5 separate regions of the Mus musculus genome follow, and regions 2, 3, 4 and 5 are each linked to region 1. The links are chromatin contacts, called in public HiCAR-type and promoter capture Hi-C maps. All regions are on one chromosome and are shown on one strand. Each heading gives the region's core, a stretch centred on a gene start, on an enhancer-like site or on the middle of the called end of the contact. The rest is flanking DNA. Distances are from core to core; before and after follow the strand shown.

The links. Promoter capture Hi-C pulls out the DNA fragments that hold promoters and counts their contacts. HiCAR-type assays count read pairs that join an accessible place to other places.
Region 2: a contact with region 1 is called in a promoter capture Hi-C map of 3T3-L1-derived adipocytes, with 4 times the contacts expected there. The contact joins the promoter of Gcsam here to the promoter of Nepro in region 1. A contact is called at or near these places in 10 of 39 promoter capture datasets (the 3T3-L1 cell line, 3T3-L1-derived adipocytes, the HPC-7 cell line and 6 more), 1 of 484 Hi-C or Micro-C datasets (cortical neurons) and 4 of 115 datasets of contacts at active chromatin or transcription factors (astrocytes, bone marrow-derived macrophages, embryonic forebrain and 1 more).
Region 3: a contact with region 1 is called in a promoter capture Hi-C map of hematopoietic stem and progenitor cells, with 3 times the contacts expected there. The contact joins the enhancer-like site here to the promoter of Nepro in region 1. A contact is called at or near these places in 7 of 39 promoter capture datasets (the 3T3-L1 cell line, 3T3-L1-derived adipocytes, the C10 cell line and 4 more) and 3 of 115 datasets of contacts at active chromatin or transcription factors (acute myeloid leukemia, bone marrow-derived macrophages and embryonic limb bud).
Region 4: a contact with region 1 is called in a HiCAR-type map of astrocytes, with 2.6 times the contacts expected there. The contact joins the promoter of Tmprss7 here to the promoter of Nepro in region 1. A contact is called at or near these places in 1 of 484 Hi-C or Micro-C datasets (cortical neurons) and 3 of 115 datasets of contacts at active chromatin or transcription factors (astrocytes, large pre-B cells and pro-B cells).
Region 5: a contact with region 1 is called in a promoter capture Hi-C map of pre-B cells, with 3 times the contacts expected there. The contact joins the promoter of Cd200 here to the promoter of Nepro in region 1. A contact is called at or near these places in 7 of 39 promoter capture datasets (the 3T3-L1 cell line, 3T3-L1-derived adipocytes, the C10 cell line and 4 more), 3 of 484 Hi-C or Micro-C datasets (CD4 T cells and cortical neurons), 4 of 115 datasets of contacts at active chromatin or transcription factors (astrocytes, bone marrow-derived macrophages, embryonic forebrain and 1 more) and 1 of 9 other capture datasets (adipose tissue).

The regions. Positions count from the first base shown.
Region 1 is chr16:44,722,991-44,725,690 of GRCm38.p6, forward strand. It overlaps Nepro (nucleolus and neural progenitor protein), which reads left to right and starts at 1,311. Exons shown (of 9, transcript NM_145972.4): 1 at 1,311-1,478. The coding sequence starts at 1,373.
Region 2 is chr16:45,609,091-45,611,790 of GRCm38.p6, forward strand. Gcsam (germinal center associated, signaling and motility) reads left to right here and starts at 1,350. Exons shown (of 5, transcript NM_008099.4): 1 at 1,350-1,470. The coding sequence starts at 1,442.
Region 3 is chr16:44,197,944-44,200,643 of GRCm38.p6, forward strand. Usf3 (upstream transcription factor family member 3) reads left to right here. Exons shown (of 8, transcript NM_001029889.2): 2 at 961-1,078; 3 at 1,176-1,224; 4 at 2,671-2,700. The coding sequence starts at 2,689. Among named protein-coding and RNA genes, the nearest start is that of Usf3, 26 kb to the left of the region's middle. Within about 2 kb of position 1,353, at least 65 of the 459 cell types and tissues checked have an H3K27ac peak or open chromatin away from gene starts, as enhancers often do. A contact at or near this core is called in acute myeloid leukemia, bone marrow-derived macrophages and hematopoietic stem and progenitor cells, where this site is marked.
Region 4 is chr16:45,692,226-45,694,925 of GRCm38.p6, forward strand. It overlaps Tmprss7 (transmembrane serine protease 7), which reads right to left and starts at 1,433. Exons shown (of 18, transcript NM_172455.3): 1 at 1,382-1,433. The coding sequence starts at 1,429.
Region 5 is chr16:45,407,787-45,410,486 of GRCm38.p6, forward strand. Cd200 (CD200 antigen) reads right to left here and starts at 1,267. Exons shown (of 6, transcript NM_010818.3): 1 at 1,070-1,267. The coding sequence starts at 1,081.

The sequences.
Region 1 (2,700 bases), core at 61-2,560:
GAAGGGATGCCTCTGGGGACTGATCACCAAACACTGAGTTCCAGGATCAGCGGGAGAGCCTGACTCAGAAGCAAAGGTGGGTAGTGGTAAAGGAAGACCCTGACCACTACCCTTAGCCTCCAACGTGCACACACGACACATCTCCAACTAAAATATCTTCTGTCTTCCACAAGTCCAGAAACATTATGTTGATTCTGTTAAGTCTGTGGTAATATGTTACAGCCCAAATAGGAAACTAACACACAGGTAATTTGGTAGTGCATTAGAGGGGCATTTAAGTCGTTATGGTGTGAGGATAGTTTACGAAGTGTTATTAAAGATAGTGATCCCAGAGCTGACTGAAGAAGTGAGATTGTTTCAAAATGGTTCAAATGAAAGAGCAATTAAGCTGGGCAGTGGTGGCACACGCCTTTAATCCCAGCACTTGGGAGGCAGAGGCAGGAGGATTTCTGAGTTCAAGGCCAGCCTGGTCTACAGAGTGAGTTCCAGGACAGCTAGGGCTATACAGAGAAACCCTGTCTCGAAAAACCCAAAAAAACAGAAAAAAAAAAAAAACAAAAAAACAAAAACAAAAACGAGCAATTATCTGTAAGGAACACACAGGACAGAGAGCATCTCAGTAGGGCAAGATTACTTGCGTTAAATACGTCTAGTAAGAGTAAAAATTTGTACAGCAGGCACTGTTCTAAGAAGTCTTTACCCCCAAGCACACTGAGGTCTGAAGAAATTACCTTTTTGGGATAATATATGGTAATCCGCAGACATAATGAAGCAACTTGGCAGTCTCACTTAATGCCCACCAACTGCTCCTCTCCACCCTGCGAAAGAAACCTTATGAACAGAAGCAAGAAGGCCCCAAGGACTTAAAACGAACAATCACCAGTAATCAGTGATCAGAACCAGCAGAGCCTGGAATATTTTGTCGGAGAAAATGACGGTGATAATGGGTGGTCAAGACAACCTCTGGGTTTTTTGTAATTATTGAAGTTGAGCTATATCCAAGCTATATAGTTTTCCTTGACTACTCCAAATAAATCGTGACTACGTGACGAATGTCACATTTGCTGATATGATGCGAGTTCTTCTTTTCAAAATATCCGAGTAAGAGTTAAAAGGCTGGGCCTCACTCGGATCCATCAGTAAAATGCATAGCTTCGAAGTTGCTCTAAAAATGTAGGAGCCTCAGAATACTCTAACACGTTTCTCCTTTCCCAGCGGGTCTAACGGGCCGTGACTCCGCCCCGGGGCGGGCCCCACACCTCCGGCCCGCCCCGCTCCGCCCTCGTCCCCTCCCTCCCTCCCTCTCCTGCCCAGGCCGCTCAACTCGCTCACGCTCCGCTCGGCCTTCCCCGGCCCTCCCACGCCGCTCGAGATGGCCGCTGCGGTGCGGCCGGGTGCGGAGCCGTGGAACCGCGTGAGGATCCCCCAGGCGGGGAACTGCAGCACGCTGACCGTGCGGGACCCCAGCGCCACCCTGGGTGAGTGTGGCCGGCAAGGAAGTCCTAGCGTGTCTCCGGGAACCGGCGGGCGGGCTCACGTGGGACGGGGTGGGACTTCCTGAGCGCGGGGCACGCCGGGAAGGGGAGCGCCAGGCGGAAGGTCCGGCCTGGATAGTGTGGCATGAGGATTGCTGGCAAGCGCCTGGGCTTCGCCGTGACTGTGCTGGAACAGGAGAGCACGACTAGTCCCGGCCCTGCATGTGTAGCCCCCAAACGCTGCCTGGGTCCTGTGCTGTCCCCAAGGATCGGGGCTGTCACCCAAGTACCGTACGCCGGGGCTTCGGACCTCCGGCTTGTCTCTAAAATACAAGAGCTCGTTTTCCCCTTACTGGGCGAGGGAGTTACTCTGGTCTCTCGGTTCTTCTCAAGTGGGGAAAAATGAGATAGTTAGAGCAGTTTGTTTAGAAAACAGGGACTCGCAAAGAGATGTGTGTGGGGGTGGGGTCTGTGTTGTGAGTTTTAATTTAGTTTGTTAGTATATATGCTGTGGAGGTGTTAACCATATAAGAGGGATCGGGCGATTTGATTTACCCGCTCCCAAATCACGGGCCGGCTCTCGTTTGGAACGTTCTTCCCATGATCCTTTAGAAAAGCCTATTGGGTGGGTGGGACGAAAAGATGGGCCCATGCGTATGGCCAAGCCGAAATGAGGATTCTCAGGATTCACGTGGTAAAAAGCGAGAACCAACTTCTGCAAGTAATATGTTCTACATCTCCCCCTGGATTTAATGCTGTGCTACAACCCCGACCCCCCCAAAACGTAATAAAATATTCAAACCTAAATATTATAATGAGGTGGGGGTCTTTCGAATTGTGAGTTAATACCTGGGTTGCCTTAGTTTTTTGTTGTTGTTTTTGTTTTTTGAGACTGAGTTTTCTGTGTAGCCCTGGCTTTCCTGGAACTCACTCTGTAGACCAGGCTGGCCTTGAACTTAGAAGTCCCCCTGCCTCTGCCTCCCCAGTGCTGGGATTAAAGGTGTGCGCCAGAGCGAGAGCAGCCTACCTAAGCTTGAAGGATGTTTAATCACGAAGGGACATTCAGCTACCGGGAGACACAGCTACGAAATACTGTAGTTTTCACGGTTACATCCAACTTTTTGTTTTTGAAGCTGCTTTTGGTCCTATGACTGTCAGTTACTTTTTGTTATTTCTAAGACAGGTTTTACCCCAGTCAAAAATGGGGATAAAAAATAGTACCAGC
Region 2 (2,700 bases), core at 100-2,599, 890 kb after region 1:
TATTGCTGAAAGTCAAATAAAGAAATATATCTCCTCTGTTCTGCTCACTGTTGAGCCCAAGGTCCTCGGCACACAGTAGGTTCTCAACACACACTTGTTGACGGGATGAACAAATGAGTAACCAAACAAGAAACAACCATCATTCAAACGATGATTGCAGTCCCAGGATTCATTTAAGCAGTATAACTTATATACAGTTTACACATCCTTAGTACCATAGTAAAGAAGGCACAGACACACAGCCACTACGGTGGAGACAAAGAACAAGATCCTTTCCTAATATCATTGCCACCTGTCTGTGCAGGGAGTGGGGTGCTCCTGGCAAGCAGTCCAGGAGATATTCAGGTTATTTCTGGGTCCTGGGAGTCTGGGCCTCTGAAATGCAAGGTATCTGCAGCAATATGGACTCAAATTCTGCCTTTAGAGGGCAGCCAAGAGCAATAGCAATAAGGCTCTGTGTTTAGGGAGTCTTTGATAGCCCTAACCAACAGCTCAAAAGATGATTTATAAAGGGTGGTGCTGCCGTTTCGGTTAGATGAATTTTGACTTTTGGAGGAGGCATTGTCAGACAAGATGGGGAATTTTTATTTAAACCAATATATTTATGCACGGACTTCCATAACTACAGGTATTTTTAGGTAGAGAGCTAGTAGTATGACTCCTTATGACTTTTTCAGCCATCCTTACTGTTATTTTACCTTCTTCCTTCTGGATTTATCATCCTTCACACACACACACACACACACACACACACACACACACACACACACAGTAATTAGAGTGCTCCTATTTTTCCCATTTCCCACATCAAACCATTTTACCCTATGATTCCCCTCTCTATGGCTCTGTGGCCACTTCACTCAGCAATGGTCCCTCTCAACTTGCCTTGTTTGTACAGTTACTCCAGTATATGTGCTCGTGAGTACATTTTGAAAGTTTATATATGCCCAGCTAGACTGTGGCTTGATTCTGTTTTCCCTTTTGGAGTTTTTTTTTTTTTTTGAGGGGGGGTATTTGATATTTCAGACTTTTTTGTTTTGTTTGCTTCTAAACAATGATCCTCTCCCATTTGACTTTCTTACTAAATACAGGTGTCTGCCATGGAAAATCTCCCATGGTTCCTCCGTTAGGAAAAGCCTGGGACTCCCTAGTGGCTAACCCTCTCCCTAACCAACCTTTTTTTCCTTTGGTTAATAGTCTGGTGCATCAAGGCCCTGGTCTTTCAAGACACACAAATGTGCCTCTCATCTCCCCCTCAGCCTCTTCCTCCACCATCCAGCAGGCACCTCCTCTTTCTGACTCTACACGGGTGACCAGAGCAGCTCTGAAGCTACTGTCAGTCGGAAACTGCCAGTTACAGAGCACAGTGCCAGACCAAGGTGCAAGCCGGCTGAGAAGGAAGTGGAGACTACCAGAGGGAAGGTGCTGAGGGGCCTGCCTCATGGGGAACTGTTTGCAGAGGACAACCAGGTGAGCTCACTCCCTCCTGCGAGCAGAGACCTGAGCCAGAGGTGAAAGAAAAAAAGAGGACAGCTTTTAGGGTGAATGGACTAGGGAAGGGGTGTGACAAGAATTCAGTCCCTCCTGAGCCATACACCATGTGACTATCCTTACAGGTTTTCACACACAGAGACAATGAGAACATAAGAACAGGTGAAATGAGAGAAAGAACTTATTAAAGGAGGACTCCTGTCCATCTAAGAAATGAAACAGCTGTCCTGGGGCTGGGGAAAGGCATCCTTTCTTGGGCCCTGGATGTTCCTGAATGAGTTATATGTGCCCACCCTTTCGGGGAGTCTTTATAAATTTAAAATAAACACCACATTTCCTGCCATGTTGAGACGGCAGTTAGTACACTTATAGGCGGGTTAAGGAAAAGGTCTTGTCACTAGGGAGAAGACTTGCCTTCATCTTCCTGGACTTTGGTCTCCTCATTTTAAATGGAAAAAAAATTTATAATCCTACCCGGAGGTTCCAAGTGTAGATGGTGGCACCATGGTCCCTGACAGAGAAGGTCTCAGTGATGGGGGACTCTTCTCAATTTTCAGAGCAAATTTTTCATTCAATCAAAGAGAACACATGTAAAAGAAAATATGATCACACAAAATAAGAGAATTTCTATGGTATAAAGTTAGGTGATCTATAGAGGTCTGGCAGGGGGTCTTCCTTGCTGCCTTGGTCTTATATAACATATAAAGGGGAACATAGAAAAATGACGTCTTACACAAATGCTACTTACCCAAAGGAGGCTTGGCAGTATTCACGTCTTTTCCAGAGAGCCAGTATTTGCCCTGGACTCTCCCAAGCCTCCTCCTGCTTCTAGTAGCCTTAGTAAGATTATGAATGGCTGCCCTTATAGCTCCCTGTGACATCCTGTAAAGCACAATTGCTTCTTAATTTCTGCTCACTGCTTTGTGAATGCCTGGTTCTTGCCTTTGTTTCTGGCACACAGCAGGTACTCAGTGCTAGACTGATGACTGGAAGCATTCCTGAGGAGAGAGAAAGCAAAATGAAGATATGGTATAGATGAAGAAGCAGTGATAGATGACATACCTGCACTTTCGTGTTTCAGAACTTTGCTGTGGGGTTAAGTGGTGTAGCACCAAAGTATATTTACTATGAGAAGGTGAAGTGTATAGAAATACAAGCAGAAGAAGATGAGATGAGCTGCTAACCACACTTAGAGTTACAGCTTTATAC
Region 3 (2,700 bases), core at 103-2,602, 530 kb before region 1:
AAGGTAACCTAGAATCAGAAACATAAATCCCACATGTTCTCTCTCACCTGTGGACTCATAGACATGAAATCCACAGACAGAAAGCACAATGAGGTAATTCTTATTATCTATGCTTGGGAAACATTATCCTAAAATAGAACTAAGGTTCTCAGACTTTCTGAGCAGAAAGAAAGAGAAGAAAGGAGAAAGGGGCATCTCCTAGGAAGACTTAGAATTCTAGACCCCCTGCTCTTCCTCACTTGTAGGTCTGGCACAGAGCTGTGAAGTGTGTCTTATGTCCCCTCCTCTGTTCACAGGTCTTTAGCCTACCTTCCTAAGGGAGCAAGAGGACCAGAGTTAGAATCCCCAAAACCCACACATACCAGGTGGGCATGGTGGCTCGGACTGTGGAGACAGGGTGCCTATGGAGACTGGCCATATTGACAGGAAACTCTGAGTCCCATTGAGAGTCATTGCCACTAAAAGGATAAAGCAGAGGGCATCACCCTTGGAGCTCCTCGTGTGTGCGCATTCTCACATATACTCACATGTGCCCACACACTTGTAACCATGCACCACACAATGTATATACACATGTGAAGAAGAAATAAAATTTAAGTAAGGGAAATGGGAAATGGAAGGAAAGATAATTTTCGAATTGACGGTGGGTCTTAATATTAGACATAACATGGAGGTCTTTAGAAATCCATGGGTAGTGAGGGCCCAAGGGACCATGAGCGTACAGAATTAAAAGAACCTGTATACATGCTGTCCCTTGCCTGTAAGACCGCCCCCCCCTTATGGTTTACCCACTGGAGAAGGGTGTTTTGAGAGTAACTGCATTCACTTGCTCTCCAGTGGTGGGGAATGACCAGGGATATTCTTCTTGCCACTAAAACTTGCCTGCATGCTATCAGTTGCCAGCTTCATCTCATGGATACTTGGTGGCTATAAACACTCATTGGTTTTTCTTTTTTGTAGTAAGAAGAAAACATAACCTATAGAGACCATCTTCTGGCAGAAGATGATAGATTTGAATCAGAAAGAGGAGGTGTTGGAAGCCAGGAATCTAAAGTGAAGAAACTCTGCAAGCCCCTGGGTGAGAAGGGAGATGGGTCATTTGTGTGCTTGCTTGCTGGCTTGTCCCCACATTACAGTTCCGTGCTCATCCACTGCAGGGCTTCTCTCGGCCTTAGGCAGCTTCACCAGCTAGAAGGAAAGGTGGAACAGGAACAGGCTGCAGAAGTGAGTTGTTTTTGAAAAACATTGTAAGACTTTTTTTTTTTTTTTAATTGTGGTGTGCACACCCCATGCATGACGTGTGTGGCATTTAGAAACAACTCGGCAGGAGTCGGTTCCTCTTTCTGTGTGAGTCTCGGCATGGAACTCGGATTGTCAGGCTTGGTAGCAGACACTTTCACCTGCTAAGCCATCTTGCTAGGCCTGGAAATGAGTTGTGACTCCATGTTCTCCAAGGCCGTATCAGTCAGTGTTTCCTGTCAGCTTCTTGTCTGCCTTCCCTCCTTCTGCCCTCCTCCTTTCTAGGGCTGGGGCTTATTGTGAAATAGAGCATTTCCTAGGCCCTTGTTGCTTCCAGGCACCGCGTGCATGCATGCGTGCGTGCATGTGTGCGTTGTGCCTTCCTGACATTCTTTCGCTCCCTTCTCAAAGCAGCCCAGTTATGTAGAACTAAAGTTCCAAGAGTCTGCCCACAAGTGAACAGCTAGGAAGGGGTACAGCCAGGTTTTAAACCCATGGTTTCTGAGTTTACTTCTATACTTACTACCTCCCTTCCTCCCCCTTCCCAGAAGAGGGGTCATGGGGAGTGTTGCATTTCTATCTTTCCCTTGTAGCCCAACAGGTACGCTACCTTGGTGGCCTCTTTTGGAAGGTTCAGTGTGTCTCGGGAACATTTTCCCTTTCAAACTATGGAAAGTCAGCGAGGAGAAGGGAATCCCCAGTAGGACTGCTGACCTTGTACAACTGTGCGCGTGTGTTAACTCTCCTGTCTCCAGGCTTTTCCCATTTACCTGTAGATTGCCCTATAGGACATCAGTTTCTAACCAGGTAGTGGTGTATGCCATAATCCCAACATTCAGGAAGCTGAGGCAGGGGGATTACAAGTTTGAGGCCATCCTGGACTACATAATGAGACTGTCTGAAAAGAGAGAGGGCCAAGAGGAAAAAGAAGGAAGGAAGAAAGAGGAAAATTCATGGTCTTCATATATTTTTCACACTCACACTTTAGGGAGTCTCCATGGATAACTGAGACTTGTGACACTTGGAAATTGAAGGAAGCCTAACTGTGCTTTGCATCTGCTACTTAGACTAGTGTTTGGCCTTTGCCGTTTCTGGAGAGGATCGGGCAGTGTGTTCTCTTCCTTCATGCTGGCCAAGTGCTTTACCAGCGGCAGCTTACTCTGAAGCTCATGCTAGTCTGGCACCTGCCAGGCCTCCCAGGCTGGCCCCAACTCATGATCCTCCTGGCTCTGCCCTCCTAGTGTTGGGATCTCCAACTTGCGTTCTATTTCCTTAGATCTCCTTTCATCTACAACATCCAGTAAAGTATGTTTCTGTGGGTTTTTTGTTTGTTTTGTTTTTTGGTATTGAAATAGAATTGCCATTTGATTTCTCTGAACTTTAGAAGAGCTAAACATCTTGGAGTATATCTGTCTTTTTATCCCTTTGTAGAGTCCTATCACTCTCACCATGCCAGAAATG
Region 4 (2,700 bases), core at 183-2,682, 970 kb after region 1:
TGATGGCCTTTAAAGGCTTGTATTATTCTGATTTTCTCTTGATTTCTTGTTTTTATGTCTGGTGGCAAGATTAAAAATAAGCATACATGTGAGCTTCTCACATGAATATGCTGATTTCCTCATTGTAACTTCCTAGCAGGGCTAGGGAGACAAACTAAAGAGGTGTGATTATTTTCGCTGGCCTGGAGGGTTGGATGCCGACACTGTCTTTTTGTCATTGACAGCCGCTAAACTGGTTGGTGACTCAGTTTCTCAATCATAAATAAAAGAATCTTTCTAAACAAAAGCGAGAAATGAAGTAGATGACTCACTAGCTGGTAAAATTGCTGGTTTATGGGCATTGGATTGCTTGAAAAGGGGGAAATGCATTATTTAGCTGTTTCCTCTCCTCCTCTCTTATTTTCTCCTCTACCTTCTGTCATTTGATTCTGTGAATTCTTTAATAATGCATGTGAGAGTTTAGCTTCTTAGACAAAGAGATTTATACATGTCAGGGTAACTAAACTCCAGTGATGAAATAACTTTTAAACACACATCCTTTTAACAGCAGCATTACAGGAAAAAAAAAACAAAGACAAAACAAAACAAAACAAACAAAACTAAACAAAAGAAACCAAACCAAACCAAACCAAACCAAACCAAATTAACAAATAAAAAAACCCAACAACAATGGTGAAGAAGTAAATTGTCTGGCCATCTCTGTTACCCTTGCCTCATCCTCTCACCCTCTTCCTCCTTCTTCCCGTCCAACTGCCACATTTTCCAGTCTTTAATCCTGCCAACTAATGGGATAATATGGGGCCAAGTACACTTTGCATTATTCATGATGCCCTCGTTCTCTTTGCCAAGCATCCTTGTCAACCCTTGGAATGAAAAGCTGTCTCTATCTCTCATGGTGAAAGTGAACTGGACAGACTTCATTTGATGTGGGTTTTTGAAGGGGTGAGTTTGTTCTTTTGGAAAGAAAATGAGCCACTGTAGGAAGAGTTAAGTGTGGCGTCAAAGCTACTTTTAAGCATAACTCCTGAAGGAGTAAAAGAAGTGTATGGAAATGCCAACACATATAGAATGCCAGGGCCTAAGCTGGATCTTTAGGTACCAGAACATATTATAGGCAGTCTCGGTTAGCACTAGTGATTAAATTTTAAAGTGGAATTTATGTAGCAATCAGTACAATTTCCCTGGACTTTTCTAAAAACAGTATTAACCAATTACCATCTACAGTCCTTTAAAACAAACTCACATTCACAAAACCTATTAAATACTGTAAAATTTAAGCATTTATTTTTGTCTTCTTTGTTTTTACAGCCACGTAGATTCATTTCACCAGCAGCACACAGTGTTCAAGCGGAGAGTGAGGGCTTCCCACGGCTGCACTTACTTTGAGGTCTGAGGACTTGCAGGAAGGATCACTTTTTTCTTTATCCATTTTCTGTCTCGTGTGTGTGACCACGTAGGGAAGTCTGCAGGCCCGTGTTCACTCGCTTCCTCCCATGCTAGCTTGAAAAGAATGGAGAGGCAGTTGCCGTTTGTTCAGCTAGCTTACAGGGGAACGGAATCAGCTTACCACCCGGGTCCAGTTCAGAAACTGAAGCTGTCTTCCTGCTTCACTGTAAAGTTAAAGGGACCTAGCATGCAGCAGGTCACTGACAAGGATGGGTTTCTGTATGTAGCTCTATGATGAGCCAAGGACTCAGTTCCTATCGGAAAGGCAATCCATCAGTCCCAACATATTGACAAGTCTTATTAAGATTGAGTTAACCAAGCACACAGCTTCCTACTGACCTCTCTGTGTCCTCATCTTAAATATAACGTCAGAATGGTCCACTTGCATTTGCTCTTCACATCTGCCTTCTTCAAGCCTTTCTGAGTCTACAACACCTGGCTCGTTTGCTCAGACTACCAGCAGGATTATTCTTCTTATGCCAAGAAGTCTTCACTGGTTATACTATAGAAAAAGCAAGCCATTAAACCGGGCATGGTTCTTAATCCTAGAACTTTGGAGACAGAAACTGAAGGACAGGAACTTTATGTGGACTCGATGGGTTATATTTAGCAATGTACACATACATATATGTCTGTAATGACAATTGATTAATAAAGAGAAAGAACATTAATTTGAAGGAACTCAAGGATGGGGTGTATGGGAGGCTTGAGGGGAGGAAAGAGAAGAGAGAAAAGTCACTAAAATACAATCTCAAAAACAAACAAAAAAACAAAATACAGTCCAGTTTGAGTGAAGAGATATATGCCAAGACAAGCATCTGACTGTTAAGGGTAGACTCTAGATGTGGGCAGATTTACTGATGACATTAAGTTCGTTCAATGCAAAGTTCTAAATGTTTCTTGCTAAGACGCTATGATGTCCTTACAGGCAGGAGCCTAGCATGGCTGCCCTCTGAGAGGCCCAACAAGCAGCTGTCAGAGACAGATGCAAATACTCACACCCAACCAGTGGACGGAAGTCTGGGGCCCCTGTGGTTGAATTAGGGAAAGGCTGGAAGGGATTGTGGAGGAGGGCAGCCCCATAGGAAGACCAGCATTCTCAACCAATCTGGACCCCTAAGATCCCTCAGACACTGAGCCACCAACCAAGCAGCATACCCTAGCTGGTCAAAAGCTCCCAACACGTATATAGCAGAGGACTGCCTGGTCTGTCCTCAGTGAGAAAAGAAGCACCAAACTGTTGGAGAGACTTGA
Region 5 (2,700 bases), core at 17-2,516, 680 kb after region 1:
CTAGGAGCTTGCCTACTGCAAACCCAGCAAGTCAGTGCTGCAGCAATATCACAGGTGTGAGGTGACAATTCCACGGTTAAAACCCTGAAGACAGTGCCCAGAATTTAACGGATGCTAAAAGATTAACCAATCAAGAATTAACTAGAGAGTCCAATCATGAAGATTCAAAAAAAAAAATCCTCCTACAATTCTTATCAAGAAGGTGGATGTTCATTAGCTCCTGGGTCTTAGCTGACAACTCCACAGCTGCTAGGTGCATAGCCCCATTCCCCTATTCTTTCTAGGTCTGATTTTGTACCTTATTTCATTGCAGCCACAGAGACTTGGAGAGAAAAAAAAGAACCTCTCTCTCCGATTCTTTGTAAAACAGAAAGCAATTCCTTGTTTGAACATTAAGAGCATCTAGCTGACAGATCCACATTCCTCTTTGTTAAGAAAGGTAACACAAGTCGGTCTTTGTCAGCCTGATGAAAAGTGGTACCTGGGGTTTAATTGCGTTTAGATTCGCATTCAATTCTACCAATTCCGTGTGTATAAAGAATAAGGCGTATGACCACCCTTCCTTTTAAAATTTTCTGCCTTGTAAACAGTACCAAAGACTCAAAATGTCGGCCTCTCCTCTAAATACCTTGGCATTTAACAAGACCACTAAGCTGTGGCTTGCTCGCTGCAGTACTGCTAGATGCTTCATGGTTTCCTAGGCAAGGAGCAGAAATGCAGCAAGAGAGGGGGTGAGAAAGAGAGCAAGCGAGATTACTAGGCTACACCCCTGCTGCAGGTTAAGGACCAACATAGGGGACGCAAAGAGCTACTCCTCCCCTTCTGGGAGCCATGGAGCTCAGGCCGTGTTTTCGCAATGGAATCGCAGCAAGGAGCAAAGCCGCCCACCCTAGATACACGCGTTCCCCGGGCTTTCTCCGGCCGGTGCCTCCTTACAGAGCTCCGAGCCCCGGATACCACTTCTCCAAAGAACAGCTTCCTTGCTTTTCTCGCAGGCTCCACTGGCTTCTGAGAGCCGCGGCTCCAGATCGCCCATTCCGCCCTCCTTCGCATCTCAGATTCCACTCACCAGACTGCCCATCCTTGCTCTGGGCCGCAGCTAGACACCAGCTTCTCGGGGTCTGAGCTCTTCCACGATGGAGGATATCTCCGCAACACCTGTGAGCAGGGACACTACTATTCGCCGTAGAGAGAGCCCCCTCCACTGCACAGGCAGACTCTACAGCTCCTCTAGTGTGGAGGAAGAGACGACCAACCAACCACGCCCTCTACAACCTCATCCCTAGCCCCTGCCCCCGCCCCCGCCAGGTTCTCGCCTTTTAGAGTAATATAGCAAAAATGTGAAAGAATCACTCTATATTTTTTTCATTTTAGATTTATTTATCTTATTTTACATGTGTATGCATGTTTCGTCTGCATTCCCATCACTGGCCTCTCTCCCGTGCCAAATGGCAGTATAGGGTGACGTAGTCCATACAGAAAAATCAGAGTGGGAACTAACTTGAGTGGACAGTAATTTGAGTCAGAAACCTGGTGCATCCTGTGGTTCTGTACAGCAAAAGATAAACACGGAGAACAGAACAATAGTGTGTGTGTGTGTGTGTGTGTGTGTGTGTGTGTGTGTAGGGGGAAGGTAAGGAGCTTCATACAGACACCCTGGGGGAAAAAAAAAAGGAAAACTTTATTTTACGATTTGTTATATTAAAGGCCAGTGCGAGTGTGTGTGTGTGTGTGTGTGTGTGTGTGTGTGTGTGTGTGGTTACCAGGTACCTCATCTAGAGCTTTAGAGGTCCTAAGGGCTCAGAGTTACCTGTGAACACACTTCCTGAAAACCCAAAAGCACTTTCTTTCTGCTAATCAGATTGTCCTGCAGTATTCCTTAAAACAGATGAGAACCAAGGGACAGATCAAATGAGTCACAGGAAGCCCTGGAACTGAGGTTTTTCCTTGATGAAAGCTTTACAGAAACGATTGACTATATTGGTGACATTTCTGTTTCTGTACTAGAGTAGAAACCTGTGGAAAAAGATTTGTTGGGCTTATAGCTACAGGAGGAGAGTCTCTAAGTGACCAGGAGGCATGGTACCAGGCTGCCAGAGAGATCACATCTTCAATCACAAGTATAAAGCAGAGAGAGAGAGAGAGAGAGAGAGAGAGAGAGAGAGAGAGAGAGAGAGAGAGAGAGAGAGAGATCGAGAAAGAGAGAGAGAGGAGAGAGAGACTTGGGACCTACAACTGAAGGTCACCCTCTAAAACCTGACAGTGGGACCCATTGCTGAGGTCAACTTTCATTCAGCTCACTGAACATAGAGAGGCTAGAGCTGAGGTTTGGACTCTAGACTCTAGTCTCTCTGGTGTGAGAAGGTATTCTACAGACCATGAAAAGACAAACCTGGACACTAAACCTGCCTCTAAATCCTCTACCCACAATATGTCCTGCCTATGAGATTTTAGTAGAAAATGTGAGGGAGTGACCAACCAATGTTTAGTTTAACTTGAGGCCCACCCTATAAGAGAGAGCTTGTACCTATATTGCCTGGATGGTCAAGAACCAGATAATGGAAAGCCCAGAGTCCTAGGGTAGAACCAAACACAGCTGGGGAAAGAAAGAAGGAAAGAGAGAGAAAGACAGAAAGAAAAAGAGAAAGAAAGAAAGAAAGAAAGAGAGAGAGGGAGAGAGAGAAAGAGGGAGAGAGAGAA